2 separate regions of the Hordeum vulgare genome follow, and region 1 is linked to region 2. The links are chromatin contacts, called in public Hi-C maps. All regions are on one chromosome and are shown on one strand. Each heading gives the region's core, a stretch centred on a gene start, on an enhancer-like site or on the middle of the called end of the contact. The rest is flanking DNA. Distances are from core to core; before and after follow the strand shown. Region 1 holds the start of LOC123426736 (thioredoxin M3, chloroplastic-like). Region 2 holds the start of LOC123426732 (PI-PLC X domain-containing protein At5g67130-like).

Region 1 (3,671 bases), core at 956-3,455, 550 kb after region 2:
TTACCTTAGTGTGCAGTTCTTCTTTGTCAGCCCAAGGAGAGCTAAAAATTACATCCTAGGCAAGCTAAAGGGTAATAAAAAAGAAGTTCTTCATGATAACCAAAGTTAACCTGTTGAGACTAGATGATATTGCAGATTAGAGACAATAAATAATAGGAGCACAAGGTTTAATAAAATATGCCTTGAAGAGTTACCTGGGACAATTAGCTCAGTCTTAGCAGCCCCACAGAAACAACAATAATTGCACTAACATAACAGAACAAACCTTTTCAGAAGATAAACTTCAACAGGCTAGATCTTAGATGCTTCTGTATACAGTAATTAAATGATTAAGTATTTACTCTAGCTCTGAAAAATAGCACGAAAAATTTAATACACAAGGGGTGAAAAAGAAGAAGAAAAACAGATATAAATGTGAGGCACATAATGTAAAGTATAACAAAAAATCTTAATTTCACTTCATTTAGCAAGATATTTCTAAGGGCCTTAAATATTTGACCCTGTTTCACATCAATGATAAAAGTCATGATTCATTACAGCCCTCAAGGAAAAATAAAGAGGTCCAACAATCCTTTTTCAGCAGTACATCAATATTTACAGTAAGTTGTGTAGCTAAGGGATAACAAGAAGCTCAAGTTGTAAGCCCAACTTTACCTTCCCTACTCTTTCCACTAGCTGGCAGTGAAAAATCAAGTATATGGGAATATGAATCTGGACCAAGTAGCAATATAACATCGTAACCAAAATGGTCACTGTTCCAAGAAAGAATTCTCAATGGCCCTCACATAGACGGCTTTTGGCAGAGTTCCAGTAATACTATGTATTTTCTCTCCATCCTTGAACAGTAAAACGGTCGGAACCCTCTCGATATTGTAGGAAGTTGCAGTTTGTGGGTAATCATCAGTGTCAAGCTTATAGCATTTTATCCTTCCATCGTATTCGTTTGCAATCTCGTCGACAATTCGATGGACCATTTTACAAGGTCCACACCATGAGGCCCAAAACTCCACAAGCACAGGCACATCACTGCAGATAACATTTTGGTTCCAGGAACATGCAGTGATTGCTTCAGCTGTACAAATGGAAAGAACACTACTGTTACAACTTCTCTACGTATGCAGACTAAGTTCACAAAAAAAACTCAAAACAGATGAAGTTAATTACAACAGATTTCAGAAAACCGAACACGTGAAAGAAGTGTGTAGGTAGCTACTAGTATTCAGTGAGGTGAATCACAAAGATTAACTAAGCTAATTGGTTCTTCTTATATTCTGAAAGAGAAGGATTTACGCAACAGCGCAGCTTGTGCGAACTGACAGTCTGACAGTGCCATGATGGTGAGCGAGAGAGCCATGACATAGGACTAGATAAAATGCGTAGGTCAGCCAAATAACACAATAGGGCTAGGCGTACAAATTACAATGCCTACTGGTACTACTTCTCACTACGTTTATTAACGGAACAAGTAATCTAAGAAGTGAACATGGGGCTGCATTTTCCTGCATAGTACACATTAGACTAGTAAGTATTAGCATATAAATTCAATTTTACAGCGAGGAATTGGAATTGCCAGGCACACGGTTCAACTTCGCAACATATATAGTCTAGTGGCCTGAACTTAATCATATGATCCACCCTTCTACTCCGTATCTTGTAGCAGCAAACACAGTTCGTGGGCTCGTTAACCGCTTGTTCCATTTCCGTTTCACCAAGGACTAGCAATCAATCATATGACATATGAGGAACGAAGACATGGCTGACGTCCGAGTGAAACGGAAATGGAGCTAGCGGTTAACGAGCCCACTAACTGAAGCTTAAAACGGGGATCACTCAGCGAGGAAGCCCTTACCGCCAGTAGAGTAGGCACAGCTCACCCTGGCTGTGCTCGAGCCAGTCGTCGGGCGCCGGATCCGGGACGCGGCGTCCGGCCCGTGGGCCCACCGGCGGCACGGCCACCGGCGGGTGGAGGAGGAGCCGTAGCCGTAGCCGTAGCCAACCCTCCGGCGGATGGGCGCCGCGGCGGCGGAGGGAGACAGCAGCGCCGTGGCGCAGCAGAGGTGCCGTGAGGCCGCGGCGGCCATGATTTGGTTTGGGGAGTTTGAGAGCCGGGAGGAGTCGTGGCGGAGAACGTGGTGGGTGGAAACTTACGAGACGCACACGCAGCACGCGGTCCGTTGGAACTCATTTCCGGGAGCCTTCGCTTCGCGGGAATACCACCAGAAATACTACTACTACTCGAATGAATTCTCGCACGAGATATTCCATTCTTTCCCATCCCATGAATAATCAAAGGGATTAACAACATCTCTTTCTCTCGCCCACCCACCGTCACCGTCGGCCCCATGAGCGTGGCCAACCTAACCAAGAGCCGGGGCGCATGGCCCACGAAACGTCACCGGGACCCACGTGTCACCGTGTCAACAACTCGCCGATCCACGTGTGCACGCACCCCTCCAGAAACCAACCCCAACCCCAAGCCGAAACGACCGTCCAAACAGCAAAACGAATCAGAGCTTCTCGTTTGACTCGTAAATCATTTCCCCTCTCCACCTGCAGCTGCAAGCAAATTATCCTCGCACTATTTTTTTTCCCTCCTTTTCGTCGCGAAACGGAAAGCGCAGCTCCGGCCTCGGAGGCCCCAAATCTCGCCGGCTCCCGATCGATGGCCCGGCGCCCCGCCGCCGCCGTCGTCCGCCCGTGAGCCTCCGCCCTCCCTCCTCCGGTTCGCCCGCGCGCGCGATTTCTCGCATTTCTCTACGGTTGCGTGGTCTCTGTCGTGTTGCATCTGCGGATGGATCGGGGGCAGCAGCAGCAGCAGGGCGTCAGCCTGCAGCCGCACCGATTCGACCACCCCCGGATGAACTACCCGCAGCACGGCGGCGGCCGCAGCCGCGTGCCGCCCTTCGCGCGCGGCGGCCGCGGCCACAAGCACTTCTACCAGCCGCCGCCACCTCCGCCGCCGCCCTCCATTCAGGCGGTTGCGCCCGCGCGGCACAGGTACGAGGTGCTCATGGAGGCGGGACGCCTCGCCGCCGAGTACCTGGTGGCCAAAGGCGTGCTCCCGCCGGCATCGCTGCAGCGAGGCGGTGGCGCTGGTGTTGGATGGGGCCAGATGCCGCCCGCGCCTCCTTTGCCGCAGGCTCAGGAAGCCCCCGCGTTCTACGAGTCCCGCCGGAACGGCCGGCAGCGTCTTGACGACGAGTACGGTAATCCTAACCCCCGCTCGCGCCGGAACCATGGTGGTGATTACAATGGCGGTGACAATGGTAACTACAATGGGAGGGGGAAGAGGAAGTTTGGGGCTTACAACAGGAATTCAGAGTGGGGCCGGGACAGGGAGAGGAGTAGGGATTATCTGGATAGCCGGAATTATGGTGATGATGACGAGGAAGATAGGGCTCCTGTGTATAGGAGGGACCGGCGAGTGAGTGCTGGGATCGATGAGGTTGGGAGTAGCATCTCCGGCGTGGCCGGAGAGAGACAGACATCAAAGGTGGAGGCTGTGGGGGAGTCGGAGTTGGAGGATACTGGCTCAAAGGTGAGCTCTAACAGTAATGTCAGGAAGGATGCTGATGCCGTGCAAGGGATGCAGAATGAGAATGAGGCTAATAAAATGGAGGAGGATAGTAAGGTGTCTGATTCGGAGGTCGTTGAGAAAGGGATCAACAGTG
Region 2 (3,723 bases), core at 371-2,870:
TTGGCGGACCTGGAGGTGAAGACGAGGAGGCGGTGGTTGTCGCGGACCATGTCGCTGAGCAGCGGCCAGTCGCCGCCGTTCTTGGGCATGCGCCACACCGGGAACAGGTACGGCGTCAGGCCGGAGGCGTTGAACACCCGGGTGAGCCCCATAGGCGCCTCCACGTAGTCCTCGATGAAGATCGTGATCACCTGCGAGGGGTTCCTCCTAAGGAACACCTCGATCTCCCGGAGCACGTTCACCGCCGGCGTCTGTCCACCGTAACATTGTTACTTTGTCTGTGTCACTGTGTGTGTGTGTGTGTGTTGTGGTCGAGATTGGTCCTAGTAGAGGAGTAGCTTGGTTGGTGCTTACGAATGCGGTGAAGTTTCGGCAGGCGCCTCCGTAGGAGTGGCAGAGCCATATGTCGTTCCGGAAGTCGTACATGTCCAGCATCAGGCCCCTCACGCCGTTCTGCGACGCAAGAAATCCAATTACTTGGACCTAACCCTTGAGCTTGAGAATGGCACCAATTTTACCTTGGGAAATAATTTGAACTGAAGTAATTTCGTCCTGGTCCCGGCCACGGACCACATCGTGTTTATTTCGAATGGACGTGCTACCCGAATTGGAGCACACACCACACGTCTCATCCACACAAGGATACACAATGCAATGTGTGTGGTATGGGCAATGCTTGCAGTTAGTATTGCCGTGCCAACGCTTCAAGCAAAGCGTGTGGGCGTGCACGCAAGCCAGCGACAGAAAAAGACCGGCGCCTGGAGGTGCGCTGCTGCTTGGACACATGGACGAGCCCTCTTTGCCACGTGCTGCGCCCGGGGACACCTCACCCCGCCGCACACTGACAGGTTCTAACACGGACTCCGGTAGATTCGCCGGCCCCACAGGTCAGCAGCTAAACGGAAGAGAGAGCAGAGCGGGAGCGGGGTGGACAGTGGACTCACGCTGAGCTGCTCGGCGATGGTGTCCTGTTGGTTGAACGCCGTGACGATGGTCGTCCCGGTCTGGGACTGGGTGCCGAGCCGCGCGAAGGAGTTGTGCGTCGTCAGCCACGCGTAGCGGTTGAACGGCAGCCCCCGCTCCTTGTTCTGCGGGTCGACGGGGGTCACGCGGGTGCAGCGCGGCCGCACGTTGCCGTCCACCACGCACGTCTCGCAGTGCAGCCCGGCGTCGCAGTTCCGCGACAGCGCGCACGTCTCGCCCACCTGCGGCAGCCGGAGATCATGCCCACGAGAGCGCAGCACAATCACAACCCTCAACGACCAGCCAGCGTAATGTCAGTCCTCAACAACCAGTCAGCGTACCTTCCGAGCGGAGACGACGGCGGGGCGCGAGCACAGCAAGGCGGCGGCGGCGGCGAAAGCCACGGCGAGAAGCACAGTTTCCTTGGCCATCTCAATTCTTCTTGCCGCGCGCGGCCACCCGCCTCCGCCGAGCTCTGCCCCGCGCCGCGCGGCTGGTGCCACGTTCCTCCCGGAGACGGCGGACAGCGGAAGCTTTGTGGTGGAGCAAGCCTGCAAATCCCTGTGTTGTGTGGCTTGTAAGGCCGGACATTCCAGGTTTCGTCGCTTGCTTATGTGTGTGGTTTACGCTCTGTTTTTCCGCGTCGCTGATCTTGGTCCCTCGCTGCGGCGTTTGTCATTGCGCTTGGCCCCCTGTGTCAGTCAGGGGGACGGAGCGGCGCGGTTCAGCTACGTTGGCCAGGCAATGTCGAACAGTCGGAGTATGTTTACCATACCTCGCCATGGAAACCCAGCCCGCACGGCCCAGCCTGAAAAGGCCCGACCCGACGTTGCCCACGGCCATGCTCGGGCCTAGATGCTCGGGCCTAGATTGTTACCGCCCCGCATGGTCTTAGCCGTTGGTATTCTTCATGGAGTAAATTGTTACCGCTCATCATACCAAAATCAACTGATCGAACGGTTATAATTTCCGAGCTTTGCTCCGGTGGTCACACGTCAAAATGAAGTCGAGAGGAGTTTCTTGAAGTCATCCACACACTGCATCTGCTACACACCTTTCACCCCACATGTTGGTGATGAAAAAAGAAATCCATCTAATATCTTTTGTAGCTGCTTTTGGAGTTGATGTAGGGTAAAAGAGATCTCATTTACAGTTTAACTCAAAGACACCAAATGACTTTTATTAGTGTTACTAATCTATGTTATTACCTCCATAACGGGGAGTAACATATGCGTGGTGCCACGCATCATTTCATTTATTAGATTATAGACTGCTCATATTGGCCTGGTATTATAGTGTGAGTAACATATTATGTCACCACATGTCTTTCTTTTCCGCATGAATTACTTGTCACACCATCTATTTTGTCTATATATGTGTGATGTTACCATCTATGTTACTCCCATTATGGTTAGTCTAACTTTAAGAGTAACATAAAGTCTAATTCAACAAATTTGTGTGCGACAATGAGCTTATTAGAAGATAGGTAAATTGAGTAACAAACTAGTTATCATAACATCACATATCCCAAACGAGTCTATAACCTAATAAATAAAGTTATGCATAACACCACAGTTATGTTACTACCCACTATAAAGATAGTAACATAGCCTAGTGTCAGGTGTATGTTACTCTTCATTATGGGTAGTCTTAGACCACTGCAAGGTGACGTGAAAATCCGTGTTGATGGGCGGTTGGAAGACATGGTGATAGAGGTGCTGCGAGCTGCTATCTGTCGGGATGATACTTCCTTTTAGCGATACCGAAATGGAACAAAAAGTACCCACACATGTTTCCTCAGAGGTGATCTTGAGTTATAGAGGGCACGAGAGGAAGGTTCCCTTGAAGCCAGGGTCTCTAGCAAGCTTTTGTTAAAGAAACAATTTCAACTTTTCACCGGATCTAAATTGGTTACCTTGAGTTGAACACTTATAATAATAAGAGGTACGAGTATAAGATCTTAATGCTTACAACCACATATTTGTGTTGGGAGCAAGTAATGATCTTAATTTGTGTGCTGGAAGGCACCATCGAGATGTGCTTGTTACGAACCGAATTGGGGGATGTGTCCTAATAACAACTTGACCAACACGCGCCCTCCATCAAGAATCAATTGTCCAACCGAAGGCCCTATCCTTCTTGCGGGGTTGCCCCGATAATTAAGACTGCAACAACCGGATAAAAGCTTTGAGTGTTTAATAACTACACCTCCTAAATCCTCAGAGATATGATCCATGTTACCGTACTAAACCCTTTTGTCACTCGCGTCTAGGATAACACTTCACGGTCTTCATGCCCTTAGCCTCTCAGTGGTTCGCTCTGCATGATCCTAGGTACGTGCAAGAATGAAGAACGCACACCGGACAAGAGACATCTACGAAACGATTTTATTTCACACAGACGAAATGTTGATTCAAAACTCTTCCATTAATTCCCACAACAAATACAATGGGCTACAAGGATCTTTCATCAACCCATAACTTACCGAACTACTCACGCATGGAGATTAGATCACACGAACAACACATTGAAGAACACATCATGGAGATTGATTGATAATACGTCTTACAATGGATGTTGTGTGTGATGCACGACCAAATGTGATGTGATGAAGGATGAATTATGGTGGTGATGGAAACTATGGAGATGGAAATGGCGGCGAATAGGTTTGATGGAGATGGATGAGGATTGAGGGAGTCCGGTACTAAGGGGTCATCGGGCCGCTTACCTATTTCCATGGACCGGACTCCTCGGCCATTG

Evidence for each region. A called contact is a pair of places that touch in the nucleus more often than the background predicts.
Region 1: a contact with region 2 is called in a Hi-C map of seedling, with 4 times the contacts expected there. The contact joins the promoter of LOC123426736 here to the promoter of LOC123426732 in region 2. A contact is called at or near these places in 1 of 6 Hi-C or Micro-C datasets (seedling) and 1 of 1 datasets of contacts at active chromatin or transcription factors (embryo).

Annotation. Positions count from the first base shown.
Region 1 is chr2H:477,300,679-477,304,349 of MorexV3_pseudomolecules_assembly, forward strand. It overlaps LOC123426736 (thioredoxin M3, chloroplastic-like), which reads right to left and starts at 2,206. Exons shown (of 4, transcript XR_006622313.1): 1 at 1,850-2,206; 2 at 1-1,072. LOC123426735 reads left to right here and starts at 2,518. Exons shown (of 4, transcript XM_045110611.1): 1 at 2,518-3,671. The coding sequence starts at 2,792.
Region 2 is chr2H:476,752,861-476,756,583 of MorexV3_pseudomolecules_assembly, forward strand. LOC123426732 (PI-PLC X domain-containing protein At5g67130-like) reads right to left here and starts at 1,621. Exons shown (of 7, transcript XM_045110606.1): 1 at 1,305-1,621; 2 at 945-1,205; 3 at 355-453; 4 at 1-251. The coding sequence starts at 1,394.